2 separate regions of the Drosophila melanogaster genome follow, and region 2 is linked to region 1. A link is a contact called in public ChIA-PET data. All regions are on one chromosome and are shown on one strand. Each heading gives the region's core, a stretch centred on a gene start, on an enhancer-like site or on the middle of the called end of the contact. The rest is flanking DNA. Distances are from core to core; before and after follow the strand shown. Region 1 holds the start of AdamTS-A (ADAM metallopeptidase with thrombospondin type 1 motif A). Region 2 has its middle 14 kb from the start of pxb.

Region 1 (5,848 bases), core at 1,943-4,442:
ACAAATCCAAATTGGTCAGGGCTCTGACTCTGGAATCGAAAATAGTGTCTTGTCTTGATTCGGAAAGCATGTTTCCCTCTGTGCATCTATATATATATATATATATATATAAACCCCTATTAGTTTATGTTATTCGCGTTGCGTGGGTGGGTGTGGGCAAGTCTCAGGGTCAACGCACGTCGGCCGGCTCCCAGCGATCCCCATTCCCGTCCCCATCCATATCACCCCCGATTCCCATCTAGATCGGCATCAGCATCGCCATCTGCGTGTGCTGTCATGGTAGTGGCTGCTCTGTGCCGCAGTTGAATGGATGATATATGCCATACAGTTAAGTGAAATGTATCTTTGAGATACGCCACCTAGCTATGGGAGTACGAGTACAACAAATGCCTCTTACGCATGCCTCTCTATTCCTATTCCGATTTGGATGCCGGCGATTCACAATTCGATTCCTGCCGCTGATTGACAGCGGCAGTAATTGAGTTTGATTTTTGCGAATTTCCAGAATTTAGACATCATCGATGTGGGCATGGAATTGGGGGCTCTTTAAGAAAGGTTTTTGTTTAGTTAGCCCAAATATTTGATTCGATTTGATTGAGCAGCTGTCAGAGGAACTTCAAAACCTGAGCTCTCAATAATTCCGCAGGCCTGCCGATTGGATTGGATCTCGGGTCCGAACGGATCGCTGGAATGGCTGTTTCGGGTTTTCGCAAGCTTTCGATCATTCAATCAGGATCAATATTTATCAATCAAGTGTGTGGGTGAGCGCAAAAAAAAAGCGACTGAATGGAACTATCAGAGCAGAGCATAAACATATAGAAATGCCGAACCAGCTCACGCATTAGACATGCTCACCCATTATTATACATACATACGGACAGACATACGGACAGACGCAATTGACTAAGAGGCCTGCGCGTGTTGGACGCACGGACGGATAAACAGACAGTCAGTCTGACATCGAACATCTGAAGACTTCGAATTCGATAGTGATCCGTAGTCTAGGGCTCTTCACAGCCTCTCGCTTATTGATCTTCGATCCACACGAAGGCCGCCAGCGTGCAGATCGAAGTTGCACAAATGCCAGGACAAGGGGTCTGGATTGGGTATCCACCTGAAAGTGATTCTCTATCCAAATCCAAGTTGGGGCCAGTCCATCTATGCTGTTGCCATATAAGCATCAACAGCTAAACAAAAGTTTATGGCTATCTGCCCGCCTTATGATCTAAATGCGTTAATTATTAGGATGATACAATGCGATCGGAGCAGATAGCATAGATACAAAAATGGATAGACAGATAGATACATTGTGGTCAGCGGTCTCCAGTGGCTCGATCATTAGCATCTGAAAACCAGCGGCGCCTCTTTGAGCAATATTTCCTAATTTAGAACGTATGCTTTCCTACAGATCAGTATGCGATTTGCTAGACTGAGCAATTTATTAGTGACTTGGGGAGAGACTCCAGCTAGGAGTCGTTTATTTTGTTTAGTGGCTGTGTAAACATTGCTTACAGGGCATGATGATTAGTTCGGTGTAATACAAACAGCCTTCTTGGGGAACTCACTTGCCCCCTCCAGACTTTTAGGGCTATTTTGTAAGATGTTCTGTTATGGCTGCTGTTTTATGTTGGCATCATTTGGATGCCGGCTGTTTGTTGTTGATTACAAAACAAGCGTTTTGTTGCCGATTGCATGGTTGCATGGAGAACGCTCTTCCTGGAATCTTTTGAGATGTTTTTCATTAGTCCACCATTCTCGCAACATCCGTAGTATATGAATATGCATCATCGTATTTTGGAATATTTTTAAATTTTCGCCGACCTCCACGGCGGCGAAATGGATTTTTAATTTCCAACTATACTTTAATTTGGCAAACGAGCTCTGGTCTTTTAATTGATTAATTCTTATTGCTGCGTTTGATTAAAGAAAATATTTAGTATACAATAGGGTCAATTGCTACATATGGTAATTTGGCACAGAAGACATTTATGTGGAAGAGTTCTCGGCGTTCAAATAATGGAGCGAATGGCTACTATTTTTATTCACTGACGCGATCAGTAGATTGATCTTGACCCACATTGGATGGGCTGGGATCCGGCAGATGTCGCACACTCTATGCCCAAATGAGACAATATAAAGTATAAAGTATAAAGTATTGTTTATAATGATACCAATTTGAGACAAATCAGTTACACTTGCCTATCTAAACTATTACGATATGTTTGTTCAGCTTGTGTAGATTATTTAGATATATCTTTATATTTGTCGCATTTCTGAGTAAAGGCTGTCGTGTCAGTTTATTTACGTCAAAAAAAGAATTTTTTTTGATACTGATGAGCTAGTCATCATTGTACCATTCTCTGTGATCATCAACTTCCTTTTTTTCTTCCGAAATGACTTCTTCCGGAAGTGCACCACTGGTAATGCCCAGGGTCTTATCCTCTATTTCAAAAGAATTCGTATTCAAAGTTTTTAGTACTGCTCGGTGCGATTAGTAATGCATAGGCTAGTAAAATAAGTCATAAGTAAAAAGAGTTTTATTATTTACTCAAGTACATACTTACTCAAATTGGTTGGTATCACACAAGTGTGAACATGTTTACAAATTTTGATTACTTTTAAAAACTATTACTGAATAAAGCATGCAGCATAAGCCTATTTTTTTTTTTTTTAATATTTATATTATTTCATCCGAAAAGGCAGATACTCTAGATGCAAAGATTGTTACTATGCTAACACACCTTATCTTATCCGATGATAATTATGTCCACACACTTAATCCTCACATGTGCAAAAATATTGAGTAAGCAGAGGCGCACTTAAGAGAGCGTTCGAGTGCTCTTTTAAGCCGCGCTCGGCTCTCTTTTCGCCACAGCGCTCTCTGCGCAGAGAAGCCGGCTGTTCTGCGTACTGATATGATTCTGACGTATTTCTAATCTCTCTAAAACACTCCTTCGGAATCGAAATCCTAAGCCCATTCAGCAAACCCATATCCCTATACTCGTGCCTACATACGAGTATGTACATACATATGTACATATGTATGTATGTATGTTGTACAGCATATAGCTGCGAGAGAACCGCTTTTAGCTTTCGGAGCGATATATGTTCGCGATCTCAGATTGCTTGGCGGTACGGCGGAACGTCCGCTACCAACTGCTGTTCGGCGAGCAGTGTTCAGTCCGCAGCGGGAACTCAAGCGAGCCGAAACGAAACATCGCCAGATACAGATACAAATTCTCTGGTTCGCAGCATTGGTCTGGTCCATCGGCTCGTTCTCGTCCGTTTCATTTATTTGCGCGCGCGCGGTAGTATCAGACAATTGCTAAAGTTCCATTTGTAATATTAATCCAGTTGCGATTTCTAATTCGAATTTGAATACGTATTCATCCCAGTGCGCCAGTGTATTCCGTATCCTGACCAGCCATGTCGGCCAGATGGCGATAGCGATGCCGATGCCAAACGATCGGCGTGTTCTTGTGAACTCTGACATGGTGCTCAGTTGTGGGACAACCTTCGCCACCGAAAAGTTTGCAAAAATAGCCGCTGGCCGAAAGCGAAAAGAAAGCCAGCAACTCAGAATGCCAACGGTGGCCAAGTTAATGGTGCAGCTCGAAAGTGAATGCATTCGGCGCGATGTGTGAAGTTCAAGCTTAACATTGGCCAAAACCCAACCGCAACTGCGAATAAATTCTGTGATTCGGCAAAAAGATTCATCATGAGATCGTACAATGGCTCCAGTACTAAGTAGTTTATCTAGCTAATCGCAGCCATAAGTGTGAGTCGTTTTAATACCCACGAGCCGTAGTCTTTGCCTTTCTGTTCGTTCGTATTTTCGCATTTTTTGGCGGGTGCGGTGCCCACGGCAACGGAACGAGACTGTCGCATTTCAATTAACAAAATAAGCAAAAAGCCAAAGAGCCAAAGAGCCATAGAGCCAACATAAGTGTAAAGATACATATATCTACAAGATATACGTATAGCCGTATATACGCATACTGTGGATTTTGTTGCTCTTTCGCGCGCATTTTTGCACGTGCCATTTGGGATTTCGGATTTCTGAGATTGGAGATCGCTATCTTATCTGGTCATCGCCATGTCCATGCCGGATGCCGGTTCACTTAAATCGCCCGCCGGCGGCCAGGAGGTCGAGTGCCATCGCCTGCTGTCGGACCTGCCCGCCTTCGCGTATCCCAGCACCACACTGCGGTCCACAACTTCTGGTCACAGCACTGGCACGAATAGTACCACTGTCTGCGAATCTCCCGGTGCTCGGGATCGTACCTCCTTCGCGTGCTCCTCCTCTTGCGTATCATCCGCCTGCTCAGCCACCGCCTCCGATGACGACGAGGATGAGCGTGCCCTTGAGCGCTGTCTGCGTGGGACGACGGACGACCTTGGGGAGTCCGGCCTGCGGTATTCGCTGAAAGGACCACCGCCGGAGCTCTACTCGGCCAAGAAGGACTTCATCAGCAAGGGTCCGCTGCTGGGCAGACAGGTAGGTCCTAAATCCGAGCTCTACATAAGTATAAATATTTTTGGAGGCCTAGTCCGCCGCATCGAATTTCGTGGGCTGATCGAATTCGCAGACCGGGATTTTAACGATTTTTCATTTATTTGTGTTTGTATTCGTCTCTGTCTCTCTCTCTCTTTTTTTTCTACTTTATCGAAATCGGCTGGCCAAGCGAAAACCAAATTTAAGTTAATTTATTGCATTGATTCCACATCAATGTGTCGAGTTCTTTCCTTTCTTTTATAATTTCGGTTGATTTGCCGATATTTTGGTGTGCTCGTCTCGTTTTGTATGCCGCATTGTTTTATTTCGTTTCATTTCATTTCATTTCATTTTTTTTTTTGTTTTGTTGCTTTTGCCGCCACTCTGGCTCTCTATTCGATTTTGATTAAATACCACTGGCGACACAAAGAAAGCGACAACCAAAGCGTTGACCACCGCATTTGAATTCACACGCCTCACTGGCCACGAAGCACCGCGCACGCGGCAGCGGAAATGTGAATCTGGATCCCAAGTTGGATCCACGATAGGATTCTCGGCAACCTCACCGTTCGACAGCTTCAAACAGACTGAAGATGGCAACGTGTTCGAAGCACTTCGATCCAAATGCGCCAGAGCGCCTCCACGAAGTGCATTCATATATCAAGCAATCTGGTCATCAAACTATTCCTTTTGGTTTGGGTTTGCAGCTCCCACTTCTTTAGCTGACTCATAATCCATCCATTTGCGTCACACAGGGTCTGCTGATGTATGTCGGACGTGTGTTTCCGCCAGGTTGCCACTATCTTGCTCTAGCTCTGCAGCAACAATTTTCGGGAAAGCGAAAGATTCTGCAGCATCGGGAGCACATGTCCCACAGGAGATAAGAACATAAAAGATATCTAATAGAGATAAAGAACAAAGACGCCCCTGTCTGGATGTCACTGATATTCCATATTCCAGACAGGATTGGGTACGAACTTTTTTTTGCCCATTAGTGCGAGGCAGACGACGAATTAAGATGCAAATTTCGATAAACATTTTCAAGTTCGGTTTAAGGAAATGGTATTGCAGTTACACACGACCTGGGTGGAAACAGCACATAACTACGATTTACAGAGCTCAACAAGGTGTGAAAAGCGTTTGTTTCGGGACGTGACAACAACGTGAATGGAAACATGCCTAAATCACGGCTTACTGGCTAACTGGCAAGCTGGCTAACTGGCTAACTGGCTAGCTGGCTTACAGGCCATTAGAATTTTATCAACGTCCGCCTGGCGGGCAATGTAAAATGTGAAAAACGACACGATCCCCCGGTCCATGAATACATAATAATGCATAATAATGTTGGGTGCG
Region 2 (5,848 bases), core at 1,952-4,451, 180 kb before region 1:
CATCCTATGGGCAACCATAACTCAAACGGAGTTTGATAACCCAATCCAGCATGGCTAAACTATCCGGGAAACGAACTAACGCCAATTGAGCTGTAAACTTGTCGATGCCGAGATAATGGTAGCGTGAAGAATTTCCACGCCAATCTGCAGCACGCAAAGGAACCTCAAATGGAACCTCAACCCCAACTGGGCCCTTACTGTGCATCACATGACATGATACACATTATCCTAATAATAAGAAAACGAATATAAGTTTTCAGTGTTACTGAAAAATTATCCATATCGAAAAATAATCAATAAATGTAATAATAACTTTTCCTATAACTCCAACTACATCTATCTTTAATCCCAAATGTATCTTTTATGCACTGCATATGCTCAATGCTGTGTACTGATATTTTTGTTCTCTGCGCCGAGAATCCGAATTCTGGGTCTACAATCCGATCTAATCACCCAAGATCTCCGATAGAACGGAAAGCAAGGGATCTTCCTCACAATGCACGCTTTAATGACTAATTATAGACGGACTTTGTGGAATAGCTGAAGTTGAAGCTATGTATTCCGAGGCATGTCACGCTATGATGAGTTGTCATAAAATCCTCAGTGTCAGAGTCGAAGTCAGCATCCGAGATGAAAATGAAGATGAAGTCGAAGTCGAAGTCGTAGTCGAAGGGAAGGGAAGGGAAACTAACAGAGAAGACAGCTCTCTATGGTCTCTATGGTCATGTCAAAGTTGAGGGACAAACGTGTCGTAATTGATTTTTATGGTCTTTGTCATTGTAGCTGCTTGGCCTCGTCGCAAAAGAACCCAAATGGTTTATGACGTGGCAAAGATCGTAAATCCATCGCAGCTAGCCACAGTATGAGCTTGTCCCCGTTTTCTATGAGCCCAGTTAGTAGTTGCCAATTTGTATTGCCCTTGCACATTTACGACCTTGGAAGGCTGTTAAACTACAACCTTCAAGAGATTCACTCTCAGCATGATGCATTCGGGAATTCATCTAATGCCCGGGATGACCGAGCATAAACAAATTATCGACGGTTAAAACAGTATGATATCATATGGCGTAGCTGTCAGCTGGGTAGTTGGTTTCCGATTTGGTTTCGGTTTTCCACCGACCTCTCCAGAGGTGCCAAGGTCAAGTTTCTGGCAAGGTAGCCTTGCTCCTTATGCTTCTACGGTTAGCCAAATTCGCGTTAGTCACACAGTTCTGGGGTTTGATGCTGGGCAAACTGGGCTGTATATCACTTGAAGGTTAGCTAAAATCAATTTTATGGTGAAACATTTATAGGAGTAACACGAAATTCGGAAAATTTGGTTAACTTATCGATCGTTTCACAGGAATTTAACCCAATACGTTTCACCGACTTAAAATCGCTTGAAATATAAAATTCAAAATGAAAACTGCCCAAAAATTTCAAAAGATTTGCTTTCAAATCATGCAGTTTTATTGCTTCTGCTCGTACAGTGCACTTAATTCGTGATTTATTGCGATATTAATCCAGCATTAATATCAATTCAATTGCAACAAAACCCACTCGAAACCACAACGAGAACAAGTTGCAAGCATTTGACCCAGGCCAGCGTTAATTGATTTAATTGCAAAGAAAAGCAATACGAGTGCATCACGCCCCCGTCGCCATCCTAATGCGATAACAAACAAAACGAAAAGTTCGACAAACAAAAGATGGGGGGGACTTTTGGAAAAGCGCTGGCTGGTAGTATCAGGGAAATATTAAAAATTAACAACAAAAAATAATTTCCCATAAATTCTCGTTAACGTGGCCCCTTCCATCCCATCCCCCTCTATCACTTCACGCTGCCTAATTAAAAGCAAACACATCTAGTGTCTGATGATCCCCAGGAGGCTGGGAGTGCGAGGATGAGCAGCCAGGCTACTGATAAGCGAGAGAGATGGCTATATGTGCGGAGAAAGAGAGGGTAGATCCATACTCTGTCGGCGCTTCATACAATTTGTCTCATAATCAAATATCATTTGTTAATGTCTAGCCCTGTGAAAGAGAGGACCACGGCAAGATCTGCGGGCGGCTGTCTAAGCGGAATTTGTTATATTTATGCACTGGAAAAAATATAATTAATATTAATATTAATATTATATTAATACCACCAAAAGTGAAAACTAATCAACATAACCATAAAACTAGGACAATATTACCGGTAAAGATGCTAATATCCCAACACAATTTCTTTTAGTATCTTAGTTAGATTTTCGCATTTATAACCATTTCTCTCTGTGTATCAGAGGGTGGCGTAACTTGATATGTATTTTAAATGTATGCGTAAACATTGATAGCATATTGATGACCAACTGATGATGATTATGCTGCGGTTGAGGATGTCCAAAGGCCTGGATGATGCAACCGCCTCTGTCCACAGATAAGATGCAGCTGGAAGTGGCATCCACTCGGCAAGGATCTCGCATCGATGAAAACAAATGAAATGCAAACGCCCTTAATTAAATTTCCCTTCGTTTCTGCTTTCCTTCTTCCGTTCGCTCAGGTTGCCCCCATATTATTCCTCTCCCTCCCCCCCCCCCCATTTTTGATACCGTGAAATTTCCTGGCCACACGAAGATCATCACGAAGCCCGAAGAAACGAGCGAAACTGGCGTTTTTTAATGTCTCAATTTGCCTGCATTCGTTAAAGGGGGAATCGCGGTAGAGAAGGGGCCCAATGTCTTCATCAAAACCACGATGCACAGCAAAACGCGTTAAATGAGCGATCGTTAAAAGGAATTGCGAATCGCGACTCGCTTGGCTTGAGTTCACTTTGAGTCTTGTCTTCGGAGGCGAGCTCCCTTCTTTTGCATCGCCAGCCCGGGGCAAAAACGGTTACGTACCCCTCTGATAGGCGGTACTTGCAGCACAGTGGTTCAAAGTCGTTGAAAAAGGATGCATCAATCTATTCGGAAAAACGCTTTCATATGACCAGCATTGTTAATGTAAGAAAATATATGCTCAGTGAGATGTAACAGGCCACATAACCTTCTCTTCCAGATTACTTTATGAAATAGCAGTCTACTCAATTCATTAACTTTGCAATGAATGCATGTTTTCATTGCACCTGCAACCACTGTACTTCAACGAGCTGCAGCGAAATTGTTTGCGTTGTGCAACAACAACCGCTCCACGCAGCAGAAACACCGGCATCAAAAGCCCCCACACAGCACACGACGTCACGACAAAGCACTCGCAGAAAGAGAAAGACACAGTGAGCTAAAAGAGATAGATGGATTGCCCAAGAAGTGAAGGCAACAGAACCTTGCACTCATCGTTCGTCACACTCGCTGAGAGTTTTCTGGCCCTTCAATTTGGCATTACCCTTTAAAATTAAGGAGTAACAATCATACGCAAAACTAACAAAAAAAATATAAAAACCTAATTTTTAGGTATTTTTTTTCTGAAAAAGCAATTCCACGATGCCGATTAGAAAATATTATAAGGTATAATATATAAGATTGTAGAATTATTATAAAGAGATTATAACTCACTCAAGTTTCAGGAAAATGAATACTTTGATAAGCTATTCATGAATCGTTTAAATTGGGTCCCCAAATAATAGTGCCACATTTTGAATATAATTTTAAATTATTTGTCCTTGGAAAGAGTATACATATGAGAATTTCCGAAACTAAGTTAAGTTATTTCTTGCTCTTTTTTGGATGCTAGTAGAAGTGATGCCGTTGTCGCTGGCTGCTTGCCGCTGATCTTATCGGCAATTTGTCATGCAAAAATTTACTGCCGCTCCAAGTCGCGTTTGCCAGGGTGAGGGGGAGATGGTGCGGCGGTGTGCCTCCTATGGGCGGGGGGTGGTTGGTGCTGCCCCCGTTTGTTTATAATAAAAGTTGCTTGTGCGGCTCATGCGGCAGTGTTTTATAATTTTTTGTTTCGGTTCCCTTTTTTCCCGTTTTTTGGGGGGCGGCTTCAAAGCGTTTGTACAGGATGTGCGTTGGTTTTTTTAGTGTCTCTTCGAGCTCCAACCCCCTGCCCTTGTGTGCCGCCTGATCAACTCATACAAAATGTGTCGATTAATGCGCTCCAGATGCTCTGACAGACACTCGCACAAAAACGAGAGGAGTGCGGCTGGAATGCGCCTTTGATTTGTTGGGGCTCCGCAATCCAGTGGTGGATGAGGGGATTTGGGGGTATGACCATGCAGTGACTCGGGGGGACGGATGGGGGGTGTCGGCACTGGGCTGACACTGATGAATGTCAGTCGTTTGTCAAAACGCACTGGAAAAGTGCGTCGAGTTTTTGCCGCTCCAAGGGGAATAAGAAGGCACATTTTGAAAGCGAAATGAAAACAGTAACAACAAGTGAGAAAGAAATGGTTGGGGATTTTGGCTACCAGATACCCTTTATCCATTAGTTACTCTAAGAAATTATTTTAGGGAACATTTATTTTACTCTACATATAGAGATGTTTGCGAATGATAATACAAATATTACTTGTTTTCTTCTAATTTAATTGATAAATTTGTTCACACAACATGGTGGTGAAAGTAAAAATTTAAAATAATTTTACAACAATCAACATTTACTGCTTGTATAATATTTGCGTACAGTATACCCCTATTTCTGAAAGTACCCTGCATAGAACCTAAATGAATAGCAATGAATGAATGAATGAGTGAGTGAGAGGGGCAGTGAGTAATAGGGAAGGAGTACTTGAAGGGGGGAACTGCAACTTGGGATTTGAACGCTTTCCCCCCATCGTAACTTTTGATGGGAGCGTTTCCCCATTTGAGGCTGAACTTGGGTTTCCTGAATCCGTACGTGTGTGTCAATGGATGACGCCACTCCTGGACACCTTGAATGGGTTGCTCCATGTGTGTGGCCCCCAGAGCTAAACAATGGTGCTCAATGCTCCTCATAAACGTGTCTCAGTGACGGGTTTAATTGCTGCCACCAGGATTGAAGGCGCCATGAAAAGTCAAACAGGTCACCGGAAAGTGGAAATCTAGTCAGCAATATTTCTGCCCAAAGTTAATCCATGCAGAATTTAGCCGAGAGCTGGATAGACCATCGGAATTGATCTCTTCCATCTGGTGGCCAGAAGCACTCGAAAAATCCCAGATTTCGACTACCTGCCTTCTGTTAAAAACCACATATTAGAAACAAATTATTACATTAAGCCTATTGATAAATCAATCCGGAAAATCCGTACTGCGCATGAGAAAACCCCCTAGGAACGCTGAAGCACTTGAACATTTTCCTTTCAAGATCGCTGGCCAAGTGGAAAATGTGAGCCAAACAAAAGGATTCGAGAGCAGAACAGTTGTTGAAATAAAATACGAAATGAAATATTTTTCACTAAACATTTGGTGGGTCTCCCGTCCAAAAAGGTATATAGTCATTAAGATAACAATCTGAACGACAGAGACATGAAAACTAGAACAGAAATTGTCATCAGCAAAAGGGAAAACAAAACAAAAATTAAAAGGACAACATGTGTTGCAAGGATCCAAAAAAAAACCCGTGGAGGGGTAAGGACAACAGTTGGTCTGATGAGCAATTAAGATTAAAAAAAAAAAAACGAATGAAAATTCCGAGTTGTTAAAAATTAAATAAGAATAATATTATTTTATATCCGCATTGGGAAAACCGCAACAATAGGTCGAAAAACCCAACCGAAATCCGCACAATTTTCGCAGTGCCCCATTGAGTAGTGAGTGTTGCAGGTAGCCGGCAACAGTGGCCGGTTACCTGTGGCGATTTTTGGCAGAAATATGCACTGGCTACGGTTAGATAGATGATTGAGTGACTTTCACGGAGAAGAAAGTACAGTTAGAACATCGTGAAAGGGACGCAATTAGGCATGCCACAT

What was found. ChIA-PET counts read pairs in DNA pulled down with a chosen protein or histone mark.
Region 2: a contact with region 1 is called in an RNA polymerase II ChIA-PET map of the Kc167 cell line, with 8 times the contacts expected there. The contact joins the enhancer-like site here to the promoter of AdamTS-A in region 1. A contact is called at or near these places in 4 of 107 Hi-C or Micro-C datasets (the D17-c3 cell line, the Kc167 cell line and the S2 cell line) and 2 of 6 datasets of contacts at active chromatin or transcription factors (both in the Kc167 cell line).

The regions. Positions count from the first base shown.
Region 1 is chr3R:15,473,537-15,479,384 of dm6, reverse strand. It overlaps AdamTS-A (ADAM metallopeptidase with thrombospondin type 1 motif A), which reads left to right and starts at 3,192. Exons shown (of 17, transcript NM_206496.2): 1 at 3,192-4,498. The coding sequence starts at 4,097.
Region 2 is chr3R:15,649,119-15,654,966 of dm6, reverse strand. No RefSeq gene overlaps it. Among named protein-coding and RNA genes, the nearest start is that of pxb, 14 kb to the left of the region's middle. Within about 2 kb of position 3,201, at least 24 of the 39 cell types and tissues checked have an H3K27ac peak or open chromatin away from gene starts, as enhancers often do. A contact at or near this core is called in the D17-c3 cell line, the Kc167 cell line and the S2 cell line, where this site is marked.